Regions from separate parts of the Sus scrofa genome. Here all the other regions are linked to region 2. Evidence: chromatin contacts called from public promoter capture Hi-C data. All regions are on one chromosome and are shown on one strand. The core of a region is the stretch at or near the end of the contact, and the rest is flanking DNA. Distances in the headings are between cores, read along the strand shown.

The links. Promoter capture Hi-C pulls out the DNA fragments that hold promoters and counts their contacts.
Region 1: a contact with region 2 is called in a promoter capture Hi-C map of fetal liver, with 4 times the contacts expected there. The contact joins the promoter of TTLL4 here to the promoter of TMBIM1 in region 2. A contact is called at or near these places in 1 of 5 promoter capture datasets (fetal liver), 1 of 47 Hi-C or Micro-C datasets (skeletal muscle) and 1 of 2 datasets of contacts at active chromatin or transcription factors (alveolar macrophages).
Region 3: a contact with region 2 is called in a promoter capture Hi-C map of fetal liver, with 4 times the contacts expected there. The contact joins the promoter of PRKAG3 here to the promoter of TMBIM1 in region 2. A contact is called at or near these places in 1 of 5 promoter capture datasets (fetal liver) and 1 of 2 datasets of contacts at active chromatin or transcription factors (skeletal muscle).

The regions. Positions count from the first base shown.
Region 1 is chr15:120,746,407-120,751,000 of Sscrofa11.1, reverse strand. It overlaps TTLL4 (tubulin polyglutamylase TTLL4), which reads right to left and starts at 2,464. Exons shown (of 22, transcript XM_021076484.1): 1 at 1,578-2,464. STK36 (serine/threonine-protein kinase 36) reads right to left here. Exons shown (of 28, transcript XM_021076483.1): 28 at 3,169-3,546. The coding sequence ends at 3,403. LOC106506368 (a long non-coding RNA gene) reads left to right here. Exons shown (of 3, transcript XR_001301625.2): 2 at 2,463-2,653; 3 at 3,740-4,190.
Region 2 is chr15:120,362,584-120,366,873 of Sscrofa11.1, reverse strand. TMBIM1 (protein lifeguard 3) reads left to right here and starts at 1,819. Exons shown (of 12, transcript XM_021076202.1): 1 at 1,819-1,939. The region is part of intron 2 of PNKD (probable hydrolase PNKD); the gene reads right to left.
Region 3 is chr15:120,863,822-120,868,394 of Sscrofa11.1, reverse strand. It overlaps PRKAG3 (protein kinase, AMP-activated, gamma 3 non-catalytic subunit), which reads left to right and starts at 2,087. Exons shown (of 13, transcript NM_214077.1): 1 at 2,087-2,194; 2 at 2,496-2,535; 3 at 3,013-3,168; 4 at 3,529-3,932. The coding sequence starts at 2,087.

The DNA.
Region 1 (4,594 bases), core at 1,215-3,714, 380 kb before region 2:
AATTGGTGGCATCAGGGCATGGGGGCTTAGCATGCCATTCTCTCTACTTTTATATGTTTGAAAACTTTGAGCTCCTTCTCCCTTCTCCAAAAGCTGAAATACATAGACACTCATGTGGACACAAAACCAAACATGAGCCCAAATCCTCAAACCTTCCAGACATTCTCCAAATTCCAGGCACTACTCAGACTGTTCACTCCAAATTTTCTCAGCGCTTTGTGATAATTGCTGGATGTGAAACTGTTTACATATTTCTAATTGTTTAGATTGTATTCTCCCAAGGATGTACACATGTTTTCTTATTAGGCTTCCTCATAAAATGATTAACTATTATGTGATACAACACATAGTCTACAAAGTTTGGATGTAAATTTAATTTCTCTACATAAAATTGTTTATGTACCACATAAGATATTTCAAGCTAGAATTTAACAAATTAATTGGAAAAAAAGAATAATTCTTCTATGAGGTAATTTCCCCTAGTTTATCTTTTAGGAAAAAAATGCACATTTAAAAATCCAATAGTGGAGTTCCCGTCATGGCGCAGTGGAAATTAATCCGACTAAGAACCATGAGGTTGCAGGTTTGATCCCTGGCCTCACTTAGTGGGTTAAGGATCCGGTGTTGCCATGAGCTGTGGTGTAGGTCGCAGACACGGCTAGGATCCTGAGTTGCTGTGGCTGTGGCGTAGGCTGGCAGCTACAACTCCAATTAGACCCCTAGCCGGGGAACCTCCATGTGCCGCGGGTATGGCCCTAAAAAAGCAAAAAATAAATAAATAAATAAAACAAAACAAAAAAACAAAAATAATAAAAATACAATACTGTACATATTTGTCTTAATCTAGATTTGATCTAAATGAAGTATGGTGGTTTTGTTAAAAACAAAAACAAAAGTTTTGATTTGTTAGAAATATATACCAAAGTATTTATGGATAACATTATATGTTGCCCGGATTTGTTTTAAAATACTTGAGTAAAAGAAATATAGATATGATAGCTATTAGTTCAGTGAAGAGTTCCCTGAGCTAATCTTTCTCTACTTTTGTGTGCATTTGAAAATTTCCAACTTACAGACTTAACATGTTCAAAACTAAACCTGAATGTTCCCACCCACTAATAATCCACTAATAGTTCCATTTCAGTTAATAGCAGTTTCATTCTTCCAATTGCTCAGGCCACAAACCGTGGAGTTATCCTCGACTGCCTTCTTTTGTTATACCCTGCAATCCAATCAGTCAAGAAAATGGATGTGTTCCATGTTCAAAACACATTCAAAATCCGACTACTTAAAAAAATAAAAATAAAAAAATTAAAAAAACAAGAACAAATCTGACTGCTTCTCAGCACTCCTTGGGTACCACCCCTATCCAGGGTGCCGTTCTCTCTCATGTGGATTCTTACAATCACCTCCTAACTGTCCACCCTCCTTCCCTTCCTCCCCCACTCCTCACCGTCCATTCACAACACCAGAATGAAGAGCCAAAGGCAGATGACAGAACGCCTCTGATCAAAACTCTCCAGTGGATCCCTATTCTCTGTAAAGTACAAGGCCTTTGCCTGGTCCCCAGTACCTACCTTCCTGTCCTCATTTCCTACTATTCTCCCCTTTCGTCAGTTCTTCCATCCAAACTGGCCTCCTCATAGCTTCTGAAACACTCCAGGTACACTCCCATCTCGGGGCCTCTGAAGATCACGCTTCATGCGTCGTGTTTTTCCTCGGAGCTGCATTGCTCTGTTCAAATGTCACCAAGTGAGGCCTACGCTGGCTATCCAGCTCAGCACTCCTCATCCCTCTTTCCCTGTGGTATGTTTCTCCAGAGCTTTTATCACTTTCTTACATACCACAGAGTTCAGTCATTTTAATAAGTTCACTGTTTCCCTGACCAGAAATGGAAACTCCGCGACAAAGAGGCACTGCTTTACCTCCAGTGCCTAGAATAGTATCTGGCATATAGACAGGACTCAATAAATTCGTTGAACTGAAATTAAAAAATCTGGATAGGAGGAAATTGTGATGGACTCTAGAAAAAAATGTTATTTTTAAAAATATAAACACAGTGGGCAATGAAGATGAGGATTAAATAAAATTCCTTTTAAAAATAAGGGCAGCTTACTTAAATTTTCATTTCTAAAACAAATGAAATTGGAAGAAGGATAAAAAGTAGACTCTCTACGTTATAGATGGAGAAATTAGGGCTCCAGGAAGCTTGTCACAGGCCATCCAGTGAGTAAAGGCTTAAGCTTTCCAGTATGGATTATGATTCTATCTAATGGACCTGTCAGCTGCCCCCCTCCCCTTATGGTAAACAGCACAGTCTCCATAAAGAGCCATTCTTCGAAGGCAGCTGGGTTTCCCCATACAGTGGAATGCCACCAAATGTTAAAACTAGTCACTAAGTTGGAAATTTGCAAAGCAATCCAGTTTACCCCTCTCTTTAATCCTATCCTTTCCTATTTCAGCTCCACCGGCCTTGGCTTGGAAGTACCACATGTAGCTCATCTGGGATGGAGGAAGCTGGAAGGCAGGAAAAGATATAAATAAGCTCCCAAACCAGGACCTTCTGTGAATAGGATCCCAGTGCTTCTGGCACCACCCAGCCACTCAGAGGAGCTGAACCTCCTGACCCTTTACCCTGAGAGCTCCACATGGGGTGAGGCACAGCTTTTATTACAAGACTTTATAAAGAGAACTACCAAGGGAAAAAAAAAAAAGGAGGAGGAAGAGGAGTGGGAAGAGGAGCAGTTGGAGGGAGAGGGGTAGAAGAGGAGAAGAAAGAAAGAAGGGGGGAAGGAGGAGAAATAAAAAGAGGGAAGGAGGAGAAATAAAAAGAGGGAAGGAGGAGAAATAAAAAGAAGGAAGGAAGAGAAGGAAAGGAAGGAGAGAAAATACCCTCCCCATCTCCTCACAGACGGGAATATGGGCTACAGGCTGGGGAGCCCTCCACAGCGGGGACTGATGGCATTTATCCCCGTAGCCCAGAGCTGAGGCAGGCTCTGTCTTCTTCACTGTCCTGGGGCCAGTGCACTTAAAGCAAGAACCTGCTGGGACGATCACAGGAGCTCTGGAAGGAAGAGCTCTCTTAGGTAGATGTCTCCCTAAGGTCCAGGAGGCATGTCCCTGGGGTTAAAGGCACATTATTGGAGAAAAGAGCTCTGGAATCTCCTCTGGCACCAATAACAATGAAGTTTACTGGTTGAAAACATCCTGAATCTGGGAAAAGAAGGAGCTTTAGACATAAATCTCTTCTAGGTTCTCATCCTCAAATGAGTTGATTGGCAGCTTATCGCTCTCAGTCGCTTTAGCTCTCAGTTGAGTTGGTGGCTTGTAGAGTAAAAAAAAAGGAAGAGTTGGCAACCGCAGGGCAATGAAGGCTGGAGGGTGGACCCCAGGAATCTGAGATCACGTGCTGTGGGATGGCCTCAGGAGGTGAATTAGTTTCCTGCAGTGTTTGGCAGAGGCAGGCCTGGGACTGCTATGTGGCAGTAACTGATTCCCCAGAGAGAGCAAGGCTAATTTCTCACTGGCTCCCAGGGACACCAGCACCTGTGGGATAGAGAGAGATGACAGAACGTGACATGCAGAGGACTCTCATTTGGCCCAGCCACTCCCACTCCAGAAAAGGAAGAAAAAGAAAATGGGCTCTTGGGACTCAAAATAGGTTGTGGTAGAAAAAGACAGACCTTGGAGACAGGAACCACCATTATCAGAGGTCTCCATCCATTCTCTTTGGTTACAGATCATGATACCAAGGCACCAAAGGACCCAAGCACTTGTCCTCAGGAGGAGGTAATGGATGCAGCAGTGAGAGCAAGCCAAAAGGTGTGATTCCCAGCCATGCATCCAGACCAGTGGGTCTGAACCTCATTACCACAAAGAGTCCTTTTTATTATTTCCCCACAGAGCTTGCTAGAAGATACTATAATACACATCATCACCATCCTGTCATAATTCCTCTTCTACATGAACCACCCAATGCTACCACATCTGAACTATTATAATTTGGAAGTTTAGCTTAATCATAGGTGGACTTATGGTTTTTCACTGGGCCGTTTATATACTGAATACTAAGCAGAAAAAAAAAACCCAGCAAAATAAAGCAGCAACTAAGAGCACAGGCTCTAGGAGTTCTCTTGTGGTGCACCAGGTTAAGGATCTAGCGTTGTCACACCCTACAGCTACTTGGGTTGCTGCTGTGGCACCAGTTCTATCGATCCCTGGCTCAAGAACTTCTGCATGCCACACGCAAGGCCAAAAAAAAAAAAAAAATTTAAGGAGTTCCCACTATGGCACAGAGGGTTAAGGATCTGGTGCTGTCTCTGAGACAGTGCAGGTTTGATCCCTGGCCTGGAGCAGTGGGTTAAGGACCCGGCATTGCAGCTTCAAGGATTCAGTCCTTGGCCCAGATGTCATATGCATGACCAAAAAAGAAAAAAGAAAAAAAAAAAAGAGCGTGGGCTCTGGTTTCAGACTCCCGAGTTCAAAACTCCAGAGCTACATATTAGCTTTGTAATCTGGACAAGTCATTAAATCTTTGTGCTTCAGTTTCATTGACTGCAAAATGCAGAGCATGGCTTAAATCAAGTAAGAAAGG
Region 2 (4,290 bases), core at 570-3,069:
TGGGCTCAGGAGAAAGAATGAGCAGTAAGGCTTGTGTGGGGCTTGTCTGTCTACCGCCTCACATTCACTTTCTCAGGGGGCGGGTGTGATTGCTAGCTGGTTCCCCTTGGAACCATTCTGACAGTTCTAGAAAGTGGAGGGTGCTTTTGGGAGAAGGGGCCCAAGTGCAGAGAGCATCAGGGGCTGTTAGGAGACCCGGCCAGATGCTGCAGGGCTTCACAGTTCACCAGGGCTCCCTTCATGAACACACAGTTCATGTTCTGAGCTCCAGGGGGAAACTGACATTGAGCAGAATTGTACTTGCCCTGTGCCCTTGCTTGAGAGATCACGCTTTGGGAGGGGACTTCCTAAATCGAGGTCTTTGATCCCTAGGAATGGGGTGGCTGGGAGAGTGAGCCTGCTATAAGGTCCACTAATGTCAGAGCTTCCAGATAAGTGCACAGGCTCCTCCTTCTTGTCTTGGTCTGGAAAAGAACTGGACTGGCCCCTGGATATAATAATGTAAAGAAAAGTGCTTATTGGAGTTCCCATCGTGGTGCAGCGGAAAGGAATCTGACTAGGAACCATGAGGTTGTGGGTTTGATCCCTGGCTTCACTCAGTGGGTTAAGGATCCCGTGTTGCCATTAGCTGTGGTGTAGGTCACAGACAACAGCTCAGATCTGGCTTCAATTAGACCCCTAGACTGGGAACCTCCATATGCTGCAGGAGCAGCCCTAAAAAGGCAAAAGACAAAAAAAAAAAAAAAAAAAAAAGAAGAAAAAAGAAAAAGAGAAAGAAAGAAAGGAAAAGTGCTTACTGATGGGTTTGGAATCAGGAAATGCTCAGGTGGTCCTGGTTGTCTAGCTATGTTTTGTCAGGTCACCACCGACTGCCATTCAAAAAGAAAAAGTGTCAACAGGCTGTGAATGACATTTAGTGACAGTGTGATCTGTAGCTACCAGCCTGAGAAAAGCACCTTAAATAAAGCTGTTCATCTACTGGAAGCCTTGGCGTAATGGAAAAAAAACATGGACTTTGGAACTATGTAAACTCGGCAATGTTTCAAAACTTCCCAGAACTTACTTCCTTATCGGCAACATGGAACGACCAAGTACATCCTGCCATTAGTGGCTGGGAGGGTGGAGAAAGCTCCCAACCCAACGTTGTGCACTGAGAGAAGTTATCCACATCCCAGGATTTCTGACCCTAAATCACCTGCTTTCCTGGTTGAAGAAACTTCAGGCAGGCAATGCCATGGTTCCCAGGGCCAGAGAATCTAAGTTCCGTCCATCTCTACATTTGGACATTTGAAGTTTTTATACTTGAAAAGCACATTTGGCTTAAAAACATGAAATTGTCAACAATGTTCATCATGATTTATGTCTAATAATGAGAAAATGGGAAACAACTTAAATGTCCTTAAAAGTAGGAAACCGATTTTATAAATGGGCATAACTATGTGATAGAATACTTTGAGGCGTTAAAACTATGCTTCTGAAGAATACTTAGTGACAAGAAAAATGTTCATGATAAAATGTGAAATAAAAGATAAGCAACAAAGATTGTGCAATAGGACCCCACTCCAGAAAAACAAGTGATACACAGAGCTATATAAGCAAAGAAACACTAAAATGCAAGCGCTTGCCGCTGGCATTCAGGAGGAGTGGAACAAAATCAACTATACTTTAAGAAAATGCATTTTTGTGTTTTGAATTTCCAACAAGGATCATATGCTGCCTTAAAATGCGAAACCTCTAAAGTTCTTGCGGGGAGGAGCACGACCCGGGAGGACGCAGGCGGGACCCGGGGCGGACCCCAGCGCCCCCTGGCGGCACCCCGAGGCCACGCCCCAGGGGCCGGCGCGTCGGGGCGGGGCGCGGAGACCCAGCCCAGCCCAGGCCTGCGCGGGTGGTGCCGGACTCGCGACGCCGGGAGGTCGGGAACGCACAGTCGAGAGCGGTAGGCAAGCCAGGGGGCTCGGGACCGGCGGGAATGGGGCACCGCGGGCCGGCGGGGAGCGGGCCGGGGCTGAGGCGGCCCTGGGACGGGGCCCCAAACTTTCTCGGAGTGCGTGGAGGGCGGGAGTGGGGCTCTGTCGCCCTCACCTTTGGCGTTTCGATTTCCCTGTGCGTCCCGGGCGGGCGAGTGACGCCTGCTTAGCTTGGGGAGCCGAGCTGCGGGTTGTGCGCACAGGTGATCGTGGCCGGGGTCTGAGGGTGTCCTGTCCCCCGCTTCTTGGCGCGTGTCTATCGCAGGGCGTGGCCACCGCGCCAGCCCCAGGGTGGCCAGCTGTGCGCGGGATAAAGGCTCTCTGGGCCCTGGGCTGGTGAGAGGGGGAGGGGAGGCCGCCCAGGGCCCCTGCCCCGGCCTCTGCTTGGCTCTGCCCGCCCCCGGTGCCAGCTGTGGTGTCCACTGGTGACCGAGTATTTGAGTGCGTGGGGAACCGGGTGGAAGTGAAAGCCGTGAGCAGCCCACATCCTTGGCGTGAGGAAGACGCCACCTCTGTCAGGACGACTTTGCCTCAGCCGGCCCACTTCTAACCTCCGCCCCCAAGCTGGGTTCACAAAGTACTATCTTCCTCGTGGCCTCTTTGGGTTGGAGCAAAACAAACAGGAAAAGAGAGGGGAAAACGGTGGAGCCAGGGGACAGTGGCAGGAAAAGTAGAGGAGGGCTGCTGGGAAGCTGGGCCCCAATCTTGTGGGTTCTGCACCAGCTTCTGTTCTCTGGGGCACCATCCCCTCTCCGGCCAGGGTGGCCTCTGTGTGGTATCCAGGGATTGGAGTTCCTCCTGAGAAACCTGGACATGGGATGGGGAGGGATGGGTAGCCTGGGAACCAGGGTCAGAGCCAGATGTCATGGAAGGTCCCTGGGGTGTCCAGTTCTCGGGGCTCTGAAATATTCATCTCACTGGTGAGCTTTGGTTTCAGTGCTGGCGCCTTTGGCTTGGCCAGTGGTGGCAGGAGAGCCAGGCCCTTCCTTGAGGCTAATATGTCTGAGGCAAGGGGGCAGCCATACTTCCTCCTCACCTGCCTGCTCTCTTGGTCTCTCCAACCATGAGGACCCAGAGACCCGGTTTATAACTTAGAAAGAAGTAGTGGGACCACACAGGGTCAAGGGCCCTGACTTCCTGCCTTCTTGTGCTATGACCTCAGGGCCTCACCTGTAAAAACAGCACGTCAGAGAGGTAATGACAGGGGTGCACCTTAAGTCTGGAGAGAACCTCATATCCTGAGCTGGGTAATAGCCACCTTAGCTCAGCCTCTGCCCATGGAAGAGCGCTTCCATCCCCCAAACTTGTCATCTCTTCAGACCAAGCAGAAGCCCCAGGGAAGGGACACACGCTGTGTGTTTTCAGAGGGGGCTGCCCAGGAAGGGCCAGAGTGTGGAAGCTCATACAGCTCCCTGAGAGGAAGGCCTCTGCTAACCCTGATGCGGCCTTTCTGGAGTATTCTGTTGGGAACCCTATAGAGAGGATGGCCTTGACCACATCTTCCAACACGAAGATTCTGGGGTTCTAGGCCAAAACCTGGGTCTTATTTTGAAGTAGGAATGATACCCAGAAGTCCACAGTGCTGGGTACCTCAAGGGTACTCAGTGCATTGGTCAGGGAGGAAGAGAATGAGTCCTTATTCTTGTAGATAATGATTGGTATTCTTCCCTCTTACATAAAGGTGATGTCAGGGGATGGCAGCCTCCTGGTTCTATGCTGCTTGGAGATGTCCCCCAGCCCTTGGCAGTGAGTCCCACGTTGGAGGTTATCACAGCAGCTGTCTGGGGGTGGGATGGGGAGAACCCCTGAAGAGAGAGTGGCTGGGTGTGAGGGGCTGGGTATTAGGGCAGGGGTTTTACCCTATGAAGAGTTGGGTCGTGAATCATTGCAGGTCTACCTGTAAAACAAAGGTGGCCTGGTCAGCCACCCACAGGATGGTAGTTAGGTGTGTCCTGATGCAGATGTTTCAGGCTTAAGGAAGTTTGAGGGAATAAAGCTGAACAGGTTTGCTCCCAGCAGAACTTCTCAGAGCCTTCCCCTGCCATTGTGCCTTGTACATTTCCAAAAGGCGCTATGGATTGTATTTCAGACTTATCTGTTTCTGAGCTCATCCATTGCCATCTCCCGGGGCAGTGTTCTTTACCGCAGTCCAGGAAATGCCTGGCTGAATGATTCGAGCTTCCCACTCTGTTTCTAGTATCGAGTCTCCCTTCCTCTCCCTGAATGAGGCTGATTTGAGGGAAAAGGAGGCCATGGGAGGTCATTTGCCTGGATTCCCACAACTAGTTAGTGGCAGTATTAGAACCTGAACCCCAATCTC
Region 3 (4,573 bases), core at 838-3,337, 500 kb before region 2:
TTTCTGCTGTACAGCAAAGCAACCCAGTTACACACACACACACACACACACATATATATATACATTCTTTTTCTCATATTATCTTCCATTATGCTCTATCACAATAGATTGGACATAGTTCCCTGTGCTCTACAGCAAGGAAGACTTTTTAAAAAGAGGAGCCCCTGGAGTTCCTGTTGTGGCGCAGTGATTAACGAATCCGACTGGGAACCATGAGGTTGTGGGTTCGATCCCTGCCCTTGCTCAGTGGGTTGACGATGCGGTGTTGCCGTGAGCTGTGGTGTAGGTCGCAGACGTGGCTCAGATCCTGCGTTGCTGTGGCTCTGGCGTAGGCTAGTGGCTACAGCTCTGATTCGACCCCTAGCCTGGGAACCTCCATATGCTGTGGGAGCGGACCAAGAAATAGCAAAAAGACAAAAATAAATAAATAAATAAATAAAATAAAAAAATAAAAGAGGAGCCCCTGATGCTGGTCCTGTGGGTGGAATGTGTCTGAGGTGGAGGGGAGAAAGGGGTATTGCAGGAGAAGGCAGAGGTTGAGCCTGTTCCGTCTCTGGCTTGGCTGTGAAGGTGGTCCCGGGGCAGAAGAAGGTGGGGGGCCTTTGGGATTCAAGGCACAGCATAGCTCTGGTGATGGTAGGCGTGATCTTTCTCCCTTTTGAGGTGTCCCATTGGCTGTGCTTTTTTTTTTTTTTTTTCCTTTTTACGGTGGCACCTGCAGCACCTGGAAGTTCTTAGTCCAGGGCTCGAATCGGAGCTGCAGCTGCAGGCCTACACCATAGCCACAGCAATACCAGATCCAAGCTGCATCTGTGAACTATGCCGCAGCTTGCAGCAACGCTGGATCCTTAACCCACTGGGCAAGGCCAGGGATCGAACCTGCATCCTCATGGATGCTAGTCAAATTCTTAAAGGGCTGAGCCTCAATGGGAACTCCCCATTAGCGATGCTTTTCATGTTCATCACCAGGGAGCAGACAGGCAGAGGCCACAGGGATGCTGCAGAAGAAGAGCTGCATTTGCCCCCTGTACCACCAAAGACACCCACGGACGGCAAGCCCCTTCCCTCTTGTCTCCTCCACCTGCCCCTTAGGCAATATAGGGGCCTTGAGAACTGATGAGAATATGTTCATTACATTCATCGAGAAACCCAGTAACCCGTTACTGAGTGTCTGTCCAGTCCATGGCGAGACTGGGATGGAAGAGCCTGGAAAGAAGAGAGGGAGGGAGGGACAGAGAGGGGAGCTGGAGCAGCTGGGTCAGCGTTACCAATTTGGACAGTGACTCAGGCCCCAGGAATGCCAAGGAAGGGGGGGTGGGCCGCCACGGAGCCTGCTGGGATTCCGTTGGCACCAGGAGACAGAGGGAGAGCGCACACAGTGGGGTGGGGGGCCTGGGGCTCCTGCACACCTGGATCTACCTCTGCAGGTAGAAACAGGTGTCTCTCACACTGTGGACTGGCACAGGCCCCATGCCTTCAAGCCCACTTCATACCTGGAAGGCGATCTCACAACTCCCCGCCTGCCCCAACCATCCCACTCCACCAGAGAGAAGGACGGTCTCCTGGGACTCAGAGGGGGACATCTGGACACACACTGGCCATCCTCCCGGGACCACCCACGAACTCCGCCTCCCCAGCCTCCCAGCTGGCTGCAACTAGCCCTTTCTAACCCCAGTGCCACCCACGACCGGAGTTTGTACAAGGAAGAAAGTTAAGCTCAACTTGCTTGCATTTTCCCTCCTTTGGCGCCTGACAAATGAGAGAGGCCCTCACGGTAGGAACACAGCGGGGGCTCTGAGAGCTCCCCTCCTCCCACCCCAGTTCCAAGCTGCTTCCCCCACAGCAGGATCCTTCTCACCTGTCCTCGGAGACCCAGGAGACAGCCCGGGACCAGGCATCAAGATTCCAGGTGGGCCCCACCCCTCCCCAGGGGCCCCCAGGCTGCTGGGCTGGAGCAGCTGAGCGGGTGGACCCCTTCCACCCTGCTCCCTGCCACCCAATCAGAGAGAACCCGATCCAGGAGGGCAGGGTGCCAGGGGTCGGGCCCAGAATAGTGCTGCCCAGATACAGTGTTGCGCACTCCTCCATGGAGCTTGCCGAGCTAGAGCAGGCACTGCGCAGGGTCCCGGGGTCCCGGGGGGGCTGGGAGCTGGAGCAGCTGAGGCCAGAGGGCAGAGGGCCCACCACTGCGGATGTGCGTACGCGTGCGTGCTTGCATAGCCAGGATTTTCTGTGTATATATATATGAGTGTGAGGGGGTCCGCATGTATATACTCCTTGTGTAAGTGAGTCTGTGCGGTTCTGTGTGTGTCTGAGTGTGTGTGTTTGGGTAGGTAGTGTGCGTTAGTGTTTGGGGCTGGGTGTTTGTGTGTTTGTGTATACATGGGTGGGGGGGTGTTTGTGCGCACCCGTGCCTGTGTGCTGGGAAGGGATTTCCGTGTGGTCCAGAACGTGGGGCGTCTTCCCCACCCCAAAAGTCACTCTTCTCCACACAGACTCCCTCCTGGAGCAGCCTCGGGGGACCTGAGCATCAAGGTAGGTGGGGCTGCCCCTGCTCGCGGGCCCAGGCTCTTCTCCCACCTCCTTTTCTTCCACGTCTTCAGGACCCCAATCTCCCCCACTCCACTCGCCTGGCTCTTGTCTTCCTCTCCTTTGCCTTCTTTGTTCCGCTTTGTTTCTTCTTCCTCCCTCTCCCTCACCTCCTCCCTCTTTCAAAAGAGTAGAGGGGGCATCTATAGAGTCTGGAGATTGGGACTCTCTTGACTTTCTCGCTTACTAGCTGTGTGATTTGTGGCAAATTGCTTCACCTCTCTGAGCTCAGGTCTCTCGTTAGTAAAACAGGGCTGATAGCCATGCCCTTCGGATAAGATTGCCGTGAGGGTTGAATGAGAAATTTGTTGGAGGACAAGCCCTTTGAAGCTTCCCAATATTAAATATTATTATTAGTAACATTTTAATGGAATTTATTGTGTTACTCCCCATTAACCAAACAGGTCCCATTCTCCCTTGCAGAGATGAGCTTCCTAGAGCAAGGAGAGAGCCGTTCATGGCCATCCCGAGCTGTAACCACCAGCTCAGAAAGAAGCCATGGGGACCAGGGGAACAAGGCCTCTAGATGGACAAGGCAGGAGGATGTAGAGGAAGGGGGGCCTCCGGGCCCGAGGGAAGGTGAGTTCAAGGCCAGTTCTGGGGAGCTGGGACTGGGGGCAGTGGGCAGTCCTCAAACCTGGGGCCCGTCTCTGGTCTGGTCCCTCCATAACACAGGCACATAACATCATGCAGCCAGTCTCCCCACAAGGGGGAGGACAACTGCATTGCTGATCCAGGGGTCCAGGGATCCAAGGTGGCCAACTCAGGACAGAGCCACTGTCTTCTCTGTGACTCTCTGAGACTCAGCTCTCTCACCTGCAAAATGGGGCCACAGCATTCAGGCTTCCCAAGGTTGCAATGAGGATGAATGGAGACAGCAGATGAGGAAGTTCTCTGGAAGAGGGAGTTACTGTCCTCTCCCTCCCGCTCCCCGAACAGGTCCCCAGTCCAGGCCAGTTGCTGAGTCCACCGGGCAGGAGGCCACATTCCCCAAGGCCACACCCTTGGCCCAAGCCGCTCCCTTGGCCGAGGTGGACAACCCCCCAACAGAGCGGGACATCCTCCCCTCTGACTGTGCAGCCTCAGCCTCCGACTCCAACACAGACCATCTGGATCTGGGCATAGAGTTCTCAGCCTCGGCGGCGTCGGGGGATGAGCTTGGGCTGGTGGAAGAGAAGCCAGCCCCGTGCCCATCCCCAGAGGTGCTGTTACCCAGGCTGGGCTGGGATGATGAGCTGCAGAAGCCGGGGGCCCAGGTCTACATGCACTTCATGCAGGAGCACACCTGCTACGATGCCATGGCGACCAGCTCCAAACTGGTCATCTTCGACACCATGCTGGAGGTGAGGCCACGCCTCAGCCCCCCCCATCCTCCCCCCCGCCAGGATGCCTTGCCAGCTCTGCCCCCCTCCAAGCCCCTTCCCGAACTCCTTCTGGCATGAATGGAGACCGGGGGAGGGCTTCTGCTCTCTGCACGCACCCCTTAATTGTCATCCCAGCTCTGCAACTCAGTATCCAGAGATAGGAATGCCTGCTTTAGCCTGCGAATTTCAGAGGATTCCTGGGACAAGCCAGGCAATATATGAAAGTCTTTGCAGGGTGGCTTAGGACAAAGAGCAAGGGACTCTTGGTAAGAGAAAAATAGGATGAGCTCTGCTCCCCACTCTTCCCTTAGGTTAAACTATGAAACATTTGGTTCCGTGCTTCTCGCTGTGTGCACTATTTGATTCTAGTGGAATATGAACAAATACATTTCATGTAGTAGCTTTGTATGTTATAATATTAGATATTTTACAATATTAGAAAATTACAGTCAGCAGGTGTAGATAGTCTTGTTTAGGGTGAGGCCCAAATAAGTCAATGTAAAATTTATTTAGGGAAAAATATTTTGTAAATATTATATACATAATTTCACCTCTAGCACTTAACAAAATCGATACTATGTGTGTCTGTACACTTATGACTTTGGAGTAGAAACACTGGG